Linked DNA regions of Bos taurus: region 1 is linked to region 2. Evidence: chromatin contacts called from public Hi-C data. All regions are on one chromosome and are shown on one strand. Each heading gives the region's core, a stretch centred on a gene start, on an enhancer-like site or on the middle of the called end of the contact. The rest is flanking DNA. Distances are from core to core; before and after follow the strand shown. Region 1 holds the start of MIDEAS (mitotic deacetylase associated SANT domain protein). Region 2 overlaps MIDEAS (mitotic deacetylase associated SANT domain protein).

The links. A called contact is a pair of places that touch in the nucleus more often than the background predicts.
Region 1: a Hi-C map of liver shows a contact between it and region 2, with 2.7 times the contacts expected there. The contact joins the promoter of MIDEAS here to the enhancer-like site in region 2. A contact is called at or near these places in 3 of 11 Hi-C or Micro-C datasets (liver and skeletal muscle).

What each region holds. Positions count from the first base shown.
Region 1 is chr10:85,193,667-85,199,298 of ARS-UCD2.0, reverse strand. It overlaps MIDEAS (mitotic deacetylase associated SANT domain protein), which reads left to right and starts at 2,581. Exons shown (of 12, transcript XM_059890937.1): 1 at 2,581-2,694.
Region 2 is chr10:85,144,542-85,149,553 of ARS-UCD2.0, reverse strand. MIDEAS (mitotic deacetylase associated SANT domain protein) reads left to right here. Exons shown (of 12, transcript XM_059890937.1): 2 at 3,187-4,875. The coding sequence starts at 3,427. Among named protein-coding and RNA genes, the nearest start is that of PNMA1, 24 kb to the right of the region's middle. Within about 2 kb of position 1,368, at least 86 of the 102 cell types and tissues checked have an H3K27ac peak or open chromatin away from gene starts, as enhancers often do. A contact at or near this core is called in liver and skeletal muscle, where this site is marked.

The DNA of each region.
Region 1 (5,632 bases), core at 1,332-3,831, 49 kb before region 2:
GCCTGTGTAACAAATTACTCCAAAACACAGCAGCTTGAGACAACAAATATTAACTATCTTACAATCTCTGTGGGTCAGGAATCCAGGCAGCTTAGCTGGGTATCTCTGCCACAAGGGCTTTCATGAGGCAGCTGCTGGCTGGGGTTGAAGGCCTCACCTGAAGGCTTGATTGGGAGGGGGCCAAAGGGAGGTATCCCTTGTCAAGCTAACTCCTGTGGTTGTTGGGCGGCCTTGAGCCTCATCTACAGGGTTGCCTTACGACATGGCAACTAGCTTCCCCTACAGTGAGTGATCCAAGAAAGAGCAAGAAAAGAAACAGAGCACCGAAGATGGAAGCCACATTAGGTTTTTTTAATAACCTAGTCTCAGCAGTGACATCACATGACTTCTGCCACACGTGATTTGTTAGAATTGAGTCCATTAGTCTAGCCCACATTCAAGAAGAGGAGATTGTATAGGGCATGAATACCCAGAGGGAGGGGACCCCTGTTAGCAGGGGGCTGTTTTCGAGGGTGCCTGCAACAGCTTCTGCACTTGGTGATACTCCAGCAAATATGTCACCCTATACAGAGAAAAAGCGATGCATGTCCGTGCATGCATAAGTATCCTTCAGACATTTACACTGTCTGCTAATTATTCCTGGGCGTGCAGGAATACTGAATATTCATGAAACTGTGACTGAGAATTCAGAATCACAATACTGAACAAAGAAATATTCTGCTCTTGTTCTAGCGAAGATGGAGTATAACAAGATTTTCAGAAGCATATTCTCTCTATGCCTAGATTATCATCATCACCTGCTTTAAGCAGAGCACATTGAGAAATTAACTTCTATTTCACAATTGAAATGGACAATCCCTCCACCACCACCACCCCCAAATAGCGTGTTGGGAAAGTTTCAGAGAATTTATAATGATTGAGAGTCTAGTAATGAACTTATTTCTCAAAGCAAGATTGCTTTTCTCACCTGATACATGTGGTTATTTAAAATATGCCATTAATAATGCGAAGAGTTGACTCATTGGAAAAGACTCTGATGCTGGGAGGGATTGGGGGCAGGAGGAGAAGGGGGCGACAGAGGATGAGATGGCTGGATGGCATCACCGACTCAATGGACGTGAGTCTCAGTGAACTCTGGGAGTTGGTGATGGACAGGGAGGCCTGGCGTGCTGCGATTCATGGGGTTGAGAAGAGTCGGACACGACTGAGCGACTGAACTGAACTGAACTGAATTAATAATGTCTCAGTAGAAATGAGAGCAGTGCATACAGGGCTACCATGTAGGGCCTTACATGTTGCTAGGAGACCGTCTGTCTTCATACTCCTAACCTTTGGGTGAGCCTGCCTTTGTGGTTTCCCACTCGGTATTAATGCAGACCTGAGGATAATTTCTCAGGTGTCACTTTCTATCAGTTTTACATCCACCTTTCTGGACAAAGCCTTCACTCAACTCTGCGGTTTCCTGTGCCTTCGTAAAAAGATGAAGCCTTGGAACAGGCGGTTCTGTGATCTGACCAATGTGCTAGTAGCAGCAGTATTTGGGGGAAAAGGGAAAATTGTTGAGTCCTAACTGATGCTTTTGAACCACCTTTGAAAAGGTCCCTGTTTTCACAAGTTACAATGAAGCTAATGTTTCTGTTATGAAAGCCCTCCACTGCCGTTTCAAATGTCTGCTTTTTTTTTTTTTTAAACCACAGCAAAGGCTAACCGGTTTTCTCTCCAGCTTTACCGGATCAGGAGTTCTTCCTGAAAGACTGCCTCCCGAAAGACTGCCTCTGCCATTTAAACTACTTTGCTGCTACTTATCGGAAACTTAAAAGATGGCTTTTGGTTGTTGTAGTTTTTAATAGCGTGAGCTAATGTACTTTGGGCGATGATAGATTTCGGAGTTACTACTGCCTGAAGCTCCTTTTGTCAGGACGCCACCCTACTCTCCAAGTCACTTTTGGTCCATGACGAAACACAGACTTGTGTCAGGCCCCGAAGAGGTCTGTGAGTTGAGTATAAAGAAGGAGGTGGAAATCGCGAGGGAGGATTAGAACAAAAACTATTTTGCAGCCCCAACTTGGGTGCTGAGATTGCCCCCTGAAGTCAGTCATAAACGCTGTACGTCATGCGCCCTTATAATCCCTGGAAATGACGAAGGACAAGAGTGCCGATCATTTGAGGGGATGTGGGAAGAGGAGACTCGAGTTTTAAGGCCCAGCTTAGGCATTATTTGGTGCAAACAAAACAAAGGCAAAGCAAAAGCGAACACAGAGCCCCGTGTTTTCTAACATGATTTTCTAGCCTCAACACCAAACAGAAAAACTTTCTCTTCCTCCTTTCCCATCCTTTGTTTTCCTTGGAACTCCAGTTCTGGGCCCCGGAACCCCAACACCATCTTCCCGGATCCAGCACATCTTCGCGCGGAAACGACCAGGCTGGAGAGAGCCTCCCCCGGAGGGACGCAGGCGGACCGTAGCCCTCTTCCCTCCGCAGCCGAGGGCGCGCAAAGCCGGGGGCGCGGGCGGCTGCAGGGCCCGGCGCGCCACCGCGCGAGCTGCTGGGTCACCGCCCGGGCCGCGCCACCCGCTCCGCGAGGAAGTGACGACTGCGCCGTCCCGAGAGCAACAAAGTTTGAGTCTGCGAGCCCTGCTCGCCTGCGCCCCGAGCCCCGCGCCCCTCCGAGCGGCCCCGGGATCCAGCGCGCAGGTGAGTCGCGGGGCTCGGCGCTCCCCCTCCGCAGCCGCGGCGTCGCCGTGGGGGCCCCCGAAACGCTCGGGGTCCGGGCTCGGCGGCGCGGGCGGGGAGGGCCGGCGGCGCTGGGGTGGCGTGCGGGGGCCGCTGCAGGGAGCGAGCTCTGCAGCCGGGATCCAGGCCCCAGGCTGCGACCCTGTTTGGCCGCGGGATTTCAGAGCAGCCCGGGGCTGCAGCCGGGCCTCTCCAGGCACCATTGGCTAGCGCAGGGGCGCAGGGAAGGGGCTTCCCGCGGCCGGCGTCCGGGTCTAGTACTCCGCCCCGGGTGGGGGTGGGGGCAGCCATCCCGACAGGCTGGGCGCAGCCGTCCCCCAGCCCCCGCCCGGCTTCCCAGGGACGCGCGCTCTGACTCTTTGCAGCCCTCGCTGAGGTTGCTGGAAGGAAGTTAAAGGAGCTCCCCCCCCCCCGCCCGCCCCCCCACTTTTCTTTGCTTGGCCCGACAGTGAGGAAGAGCACAGCCACTTGGAAGTTTGGGAAACACCCCTACGCATTTCCAAAAGGCAAAACCCAGAACGGCCCCAAAGTCCCCTTTGAACGAATTCCTCTGACTCCCCCACCCCCTTCTCCTCCTACACCACGTCCCAAGCCCGACAGTAATCACTAAGGCCTAACACTTTGCAATTTAGCCATAAAAACTGTCAGCACACCCACATACATATGTGAGTGTTTTCTATATAAAACTCCCAAAACCGCTTCCAGTGGACTCTGAGGCATCTCGCTCTTTTTCTGTTCTTCCAAAACTGCTAGGGCTTGCAGGAATGTGCTTGGGAACTTCGATGGTGGTTCGCGCCGCCTTCGGTAGCCTCGTGGCGTAGGGTTTTTTTTTTTTTTAAAGAACAGCTGAGAAGTTTATGACATCTCTGCAAAGTAACTTGGGACTGGCGGGCCGGGCGGGTGGCGCCCGGGCTCCGGGGCTTGGAGTCTGGAACTGGAGCGGCCGCGGCCGCGTCGGGGACGCGTTGGTGTGTGCAGGAATGTTCGTCCGTGCGGTGGAGACTCCGACATGGGATGTCTAGAAGTTGAATGGAACAGTTCCTAGCAGCAGCTTCCTGCCGGCCTGTAATTACAGCATGATTGCACAGTCAGGCATTGTTGGCCTGGATGTTTATACACAGGCTATTGTGCAAGACCTCGGTGGCAGCGAACAAAACGCGCATTTGCATTGCAAATGCCCAGGACAGATCTAGGTCTGAGCTGCAGTCGCCGAGTTCTTTTCGGCCTTTCACCTTAGCGAGGTGATTTATTTCCTCGCCTCTCCCTTCACCTCGGATAATTTGCCAAATGGCCAGAGAAGTAGAGTGGACCCGGGAGGGCAGGATCCTTCCCCTCCCAACCTCAGGCAGCCTGAAAACTGTCCCAGGAATTGTACCCTTATTTGTGCCTGTAGAAAATGTGGGATGACGTCAGCAGGAAAAGGAGATGGGAGATGGCTATCGACCTCCCTAAACGGGAAAGCAGTTTGATTTAGCAAAATTGTATGGTGACTGGCTTGGGGCCTGGCTGCAAAGAGGACACGTCAGACATGTGTGACTGTGCTGGTGAGCTAGACTTTGAGCCGTCAAGTGTCAGATGTAGAAACTTAGTAGGTGGGTCCCTAATTCCTTTATTGTGTTCTGGGCAAAGGGAAAAGTGCTGGGTCTTTGAGACTGTTGTCTGTGGCCAGTGTCTGGGGTGGGGGTGGAGGAGTGACTCATATTCTTTTTCTCCAGAGGAACCCCTCCCTCCTTCCTGAGCAAGCCCGGCTACACGGACCAGGGTTGAGGGGGTCCTCACACCTTCTGAGCCACCGTACGGCAGGAAGGGAGCTAAGCCTTCAAGTGTGGAAATAAGGCAAACAGGTTTTCTTTGAGGGCCTCAGAGGTGGCTAACTGTAGCAGAGGGATTTAAAACAGAGTCACAAACATGGACAGGCTGCATGCTGGGCCTTTCTTCCAACATGCCAAATCTCAGCCCACTTTTTCCATGCCCTAGGCAGAAGGTTCTGCAAGGGCAACACTCAGCCCTGCTGAGGGAACTGTGTGACTCGGTGATGGGTACCCCTGGCCTGGCACCCTGGAGCTTCCCCGTGCCTGGCCTTCTCCCCAACCAAGGAACGGAGTTTCACCCAGAGGGAAAACACTGTTTTGCAACCTCATGCCAGCTGCATGTCACGGGCACAGTGACCATTTGTCCAACTAAAACATTAGGGCATAATCCCTGGCAGACACCTACGTGCTTCCAGAGACTCAAGGAAAAGCACGTGAAATCGGGACATTTCTGGAAAGTCTGGGACATCCAGACACAATTGCCACAGGGGAAGGAGGGCTAGAGCAAAAACACTGCAAAGGTGGGAGTTCCCATGAGTTGCAGTGTTGTGTACATTTGGGTTTTTACTGAACTTGACTGTCAAGGTCCTGTTAGTTGCATCACCTGACCAGGGCTACTTTAGTAAGAGCCCACTGGTACACAGCACAGTCTAAAGGGGAGGGGAGGGGAGCATTCCCTTCTGACTCCAGATTTTTTGTCTTCATATAGACCGTGCAGAGACTAAAAGTGCCCAAAGGCCCCCTGGGATTGTGGGAGGAGAGCGGGGGAGATGAACCTCTAGCAGAGGCCAAAGAAAGAAGGACTCAAGGCTTCCCTGGTGGTTCAGTGGATGAGAATCCGCCTGCCAAGGCGGAGGACTTGGGTTCTGTCCCTGGTCCAGGAGGATCCCACATGCTGAGGAGCAACCGAGCCCGAGTGCCACAACTGCTGAGCCAGTGCTCTAGAGCCTGTGCTCCGCAATATGAGAAACCACCACATCGAGAAGCCTGAGCACTGCAACTAAAGAGTGGCCCCCGCTCACCACAACTAGATAAAGACCTGTGCAGCAGCGAAGACCCAACGCAGCCAAAAAAAAATAAAATAAATA
Region 2 (5,012 bases), core at 119-2,618:
ACATGTGCAGAGTACTTAGGATCTGCCTGGCACGGTGCACTCTCGTTCTTATTATAAATACTGACTATTGCTGCCACTGCTACTTCTCCTTGCCTTCCTGTCTTGGTGTGTCTTCCCCTCCTACCTCCAGGCTTCCACTCTTTTCCCCATCCCCCCAGACAATAATCTTCTTTTGAGGGTCGCAGGCTTGGGTATCTGTGCTCTTAGCATTATTAGCAGCGTTCCAGTGTGTGTGTGTGTGTGTGGGGGGGGGTGACAGGGAGGCCTCTGCAAAAGCTTCAGCCTCCCCAGATTGGCCCTTTTGATTTTTTTTCTCAACCAGTCCCTGGCCCAGCAGCTTTGGAAACCTGCTGTGGTGTGAGGAGCCAAGGCCCTCCCTGATGGGCAGGGTAAGGGGTGGGCGGCAGACCAGGCCTGACCAAACAGCTGCGGCTGAGCCAGCGTGGGACTGGGGCAGAAGCAGCCCTGCCTCGGATGCCCTTTCTCAGACTCCACCCTGACCTCCCCAGCCCCAATTCCAACCCCTCTGCACTGAGCGGCCGTGCTTGGGCACCTCTATCAGGCACACACTCGCACGTGCACCCGGGCCCATGGGCCACGTGGGCTTTCCCTTCCTCCAGGCCCCAAGCCTGTGCTGCGGCTCACCAGGCCGTAGGGCTGGGATGGGGTGGGGGGTGTTGTGTGTCTGCTCTGTCAGGGGAGGGGAGGCTCCCTGCTCCCTGGAGGCACGTGGACCTGCCAACTCCTCCTCGTACCCCCCCTTACACACACTCACACCTACACGCACACACATGCGCGCGCGCACACACAGCATGTCCTTCCTTCCTCTGTCTTGTACATGGACCTGCTAACTCCCCCTCATACCCCTCCTTAGACACACACGCGCACGCACGCGCGCGCACACACACACACACACACACACACACGCCCTTCCTTCCTCTGTCTTGTAGTGCTTCATTCTGATTGGAGAGGCAGAGCCAACTCCTGTGGCCGGGACAGTCCCACCCTGCAGCTTCACCCTGGCGCCCAGGCTTGTTTTCGGTCTGGGGGCTGACTTTGGGTCTCTCTCTCTTTGCTCTGTGTGTTGGCTTGGCTGTCAGGGCGTGAGAGTTTAAAAGCAAGAGAAAAGGATTTGTTTAGAAGGTGGTTTCTGTGGCCTCGGTGCTCTCTGCCTCCCAAATCCTCCCGGGGTGTGGCAGGGGGTGGATGAGGGGGCGCCTGGGTGATTCTTGCCCTCCCCCAGCTTCCACAGGCGAGACAAAGGGGATGCCGCTTGGAGAGCCGCTCTCACTCACAGGAGGGCCGGGAGCTGGGGAAGGAAATGGAGGAGGAAGTTCCTCCCCTTCTGGGTGCTGGGTGAAAGTGAAAGGCAGCAAGGGGGGCTGGAGTGAGTCACAGCCGCTCTGGGAGGGGAAGGGAGCTGCGGAAGCCTGCAGAGGAGCGATAGCACTGCCGCCTCCCCGCGGCCCGGGCCATCGCTGGGTGTAGCCAGGGCTTCACACCGGAGCCTGCCCCTACCCCAGCCAGCCCGCCTCTGCGCCCCTCGGCTGGTTTCCTGAGAACTCCCCAGGCTGCTCACGGTGACCTGGGGCGTCTAGGTTCTGATGCCGAGGTCAGCCAGGACCTGCAGATGTATCATGGCGGGGGCGGGGCTGGGGGGGCGGTGCTTCCCGAGCTCCCTCCCCTTCCGATCCTTCTAGACTTGGGTGACTCGATCTAAATCTTAACGTGGGCAAGAGGTGGGCCATGTAGCTCTTACCCTCACCAACTTCCCAGAGAGGCAAACAAAACAAAACAAAAAAAAAGAAACCAACCCTCTCCGAAGAAAGAAAAAGCCTTCAAAAATACATGCACAGTCTAGGTGTAAGTTATAACTTGCATGCAAGTAATAAAAACATACCTAAATTATGAAATACTGGTCTGGATGCCTTCTCTTCAGTAGCAGGATAAAAAGAATGACCTGGGTTGTTTGTTGTTGCTTTTATTTTATTTTTTTACTTTACAATATTGTATTGGTTTTGCCATACATCAACATGAGTCTGCCACAGGTGTACATGTGTTCCCCATCCTGAATCCCCCTCTCACCTCCCGCCCCATACCATCCCTCTAGGTCATCCCAGTGCACCAGCCCCAAGCATCCTGTATCATGCATCGAACCTGGGCTGGCGATTCATTTCATATAGGATATTATACATGTTTCGATGCTATTGTTGATTTTAAATCAAGTTACAAAGCAAACATAGGAACACTGTGAACACGTTGGTCATGCCTTGTCAGGGAGAAGCCTTCAGGACTTGTGTTCTAGAAATCCGCCTCCCCTCAGTATCACAGCTATGCTGTTCCTTGCTCAAGATGCCAGGAGCTCTTTGGCGGTGGAAGAGGGTGGGCGGGGACTGACCAGCTACTGGGCTGCATCCTGTCTCCTGCCAGCCCAGGTTGCAAAACAGGTTCCGTGCTCCTTTGGGGAAGACTGTGGCTGCCACAGTCCCACCCAGCAGCTCCTCCCAGGGGTGGGGTTAGGACTGCACACACACCCTTCTGGGGCCTCACCTATATGCAGAGGACGGCAGCCTACCCTTTGGGCCTCAACTCTGCAAGGGCCTGATGGGGCTCCCGACCCTGTAGCTGCACAGTTGGGAGCGGCTGCTGTTTTCTCCATTTCCTGTCTGAGATGTGCATGGAGTGTCAGAGGAGGCAATGGCTGAAAAAAAACTCCCGCTGGCTCTGTTGGGGAGGCCACTGCCTGGACCGAGATGTGAGAGGACCTGCTTGGCTGCCCAGTGGGTTGAGGCCTGGCTTCAGAGGAGAAGGGAACCCCATATGGCCTTTGTCACCCCTGATCCCAACTTGACTGCAGGGGCTCGCCCCAGCTTGCCCCCTTGGCAGGTGCCTTTGTGCCAAGTTTGGAAGTTACACAACCAAATGAGCTGTCTTGAACGCTAATCAGTAGGGCGAGGTGGTGGGACTAGGCGAGAGTCCCAGAGCACCCTGGGAGATGTTGCTGCCTCCTGGTAGCTCCCCCAAGGCCCTAGCTGCTGCCTCACCATGGTCAGTCTGTGGCCTTGAGCTTGTCCCCAGGAGGCAGTGGAACTGCAGGACCCTCAAGGCCCTCCCCTCACACGTGTACAGACCTCTGGGGGCATCCTTGGGAGGCTGCAGCTGACATTGTTGCTGTTCTGTCTGCAGGCTCCAGGGCCCTGCGGAGCATCATGACCCAGGACGAGTAGAGGAGCCCGAGAGCCTCTCCGCAGAAAGGAAGGAAGAGCCCGCTGTTCTTTCTCCCTGTGCCTGACTGCATCATCCAGCATTTCCGCTGGTCCCCCCTCTGGCTGCTGGATTAGGGCCGGGCTTCCAGCAGGACCATCCCCCAGGGGATGGGCGACTGGTGAAGTAGGTCTCACTGCTGGGGCCCCTGTTGGCCACACCATGAACCTCCAGGCCCAGCCCAAGGCTCAGAACAAGCGGAAGCGTTGCCTCTTTGGGGACCAAGAACCAGCTCCCAAGGAGCAGCCTCAGCCCCTGCAAGCCCCCCAGCAGCCCCCGGCCCCTCCACAGTCCAGAGTGAAAGAGGAGCCTTACTTTGCCCACGAGGGTTCAGCAGGGGCTGCTCCCCACTCCCAGCCGGTGGAACTGCCCTCTTCCAACAGCCTGGCCCTACTCAACTCTGTGGTGTACGGGTCTGAGCGGACCATGCTGTCCCAGCAGGTGGGCTCGGTCAAGTGGCCCAACTCTGTGATGGCTCCAGGGCGGGGCCCGGAGCGGGGAGGGGGTGGGGGTGTCAGCGACAGCGGCTGGCAGCAGCAGCCAGGCCAGCCTCCACCCAACTCGACGTGGAACCGCCACAGCCTGCCCCTCTACAGCGGACCCAAGGGGAGCTCTCATCCTGGCATGGGGGTCGCTACCTACTACAACCACCCGGAGCCTCTGAAGCTAGAGAAGGTGGGGGGGCCGCAACTGGACCGCTACGGAAACGCTGTGCGGCCCATGGTGCCGCCCAAGGTGCAGCTGGAGGTGGGGCGGTCCCAGGCGCCCCTTAACTCTTTCCACATGGCCAAGAAGCCCCCAAACCAGACGCTGCCTCTGGAGTCCTTCCGGCAGGCGTTCGGCCACCAGGTGAACCGGCAGGTCTTCCGGCAGGGCCCGCCGCCCCCTAACCCCGTCACGGCCTTCCCGCCCCAGAAGCAGCAGCAGCAGCAGCAGCAGCAGCAGGCGGCCCTGCCCCAGATACAGCTCTTGGAGAACTTTTACTCCATGCAGCAGCCACCACCCTCTCAGCAGCCCCAGGACTTTGGCCTGCAGCCGGCCGGGCCACTGGGGCAGTCCCACCTGGCCCACCACAGCATGGCACCCTACCATTTCCCCCCCAACCCTGACATGAACCCGGAACTGCGCAAGGCCCTCCTGCAGGAGTCAGCCCCGCAGCCTGTGCTACCTCAGGCCCAGATCGCCTTCCCCCGCCGTTCCCGCCGCCTCTCTAAGGAGGGCGTCTTGCCTTCCACCGCCCTGGATGGGGCCGGCACCCAGCCCGGGCAGGAGCCCGCCAGCAACCTGTTCCTACATCACTGGGTCCCGCAGCAGCCGCCACCCGGCCCACTGGGGCAGCCCCATCCTGAAGCTCTGGGGTTCACGCTGGAGCTGAGGGAGTCGCAGTTCCTGTCTGACGGGGAGAGACTGGCACCCAATGGTCGGGAGCGGGAGACTCCCGCCATGGGTGGTGAGGAGGGCATGCGGGCGGTGGGCACAGGGGACTGTGGGCAGGTGCTACGGGGTGGGGTGATCCAGAGCACCCGACGGCGGCGCCGGGCATCCCAGGAGGCCAATTTGCTGACCCTGGCCCAGAAGGCAGTGGAGCTGGCCTCGCTGCAGAACACAAAGGTGAGTCGCAGGGGCTGCGGGCAGACCCAGCAGAGGGCAGGGTGAGTCGTGTCTAGGGCCAGGGGAGAGCAAGGGCCTCCAGGTCCACAAGGTCAGTGTTCTTCCTTCATTGAAGGAAATGAAAGAACCCATCTATT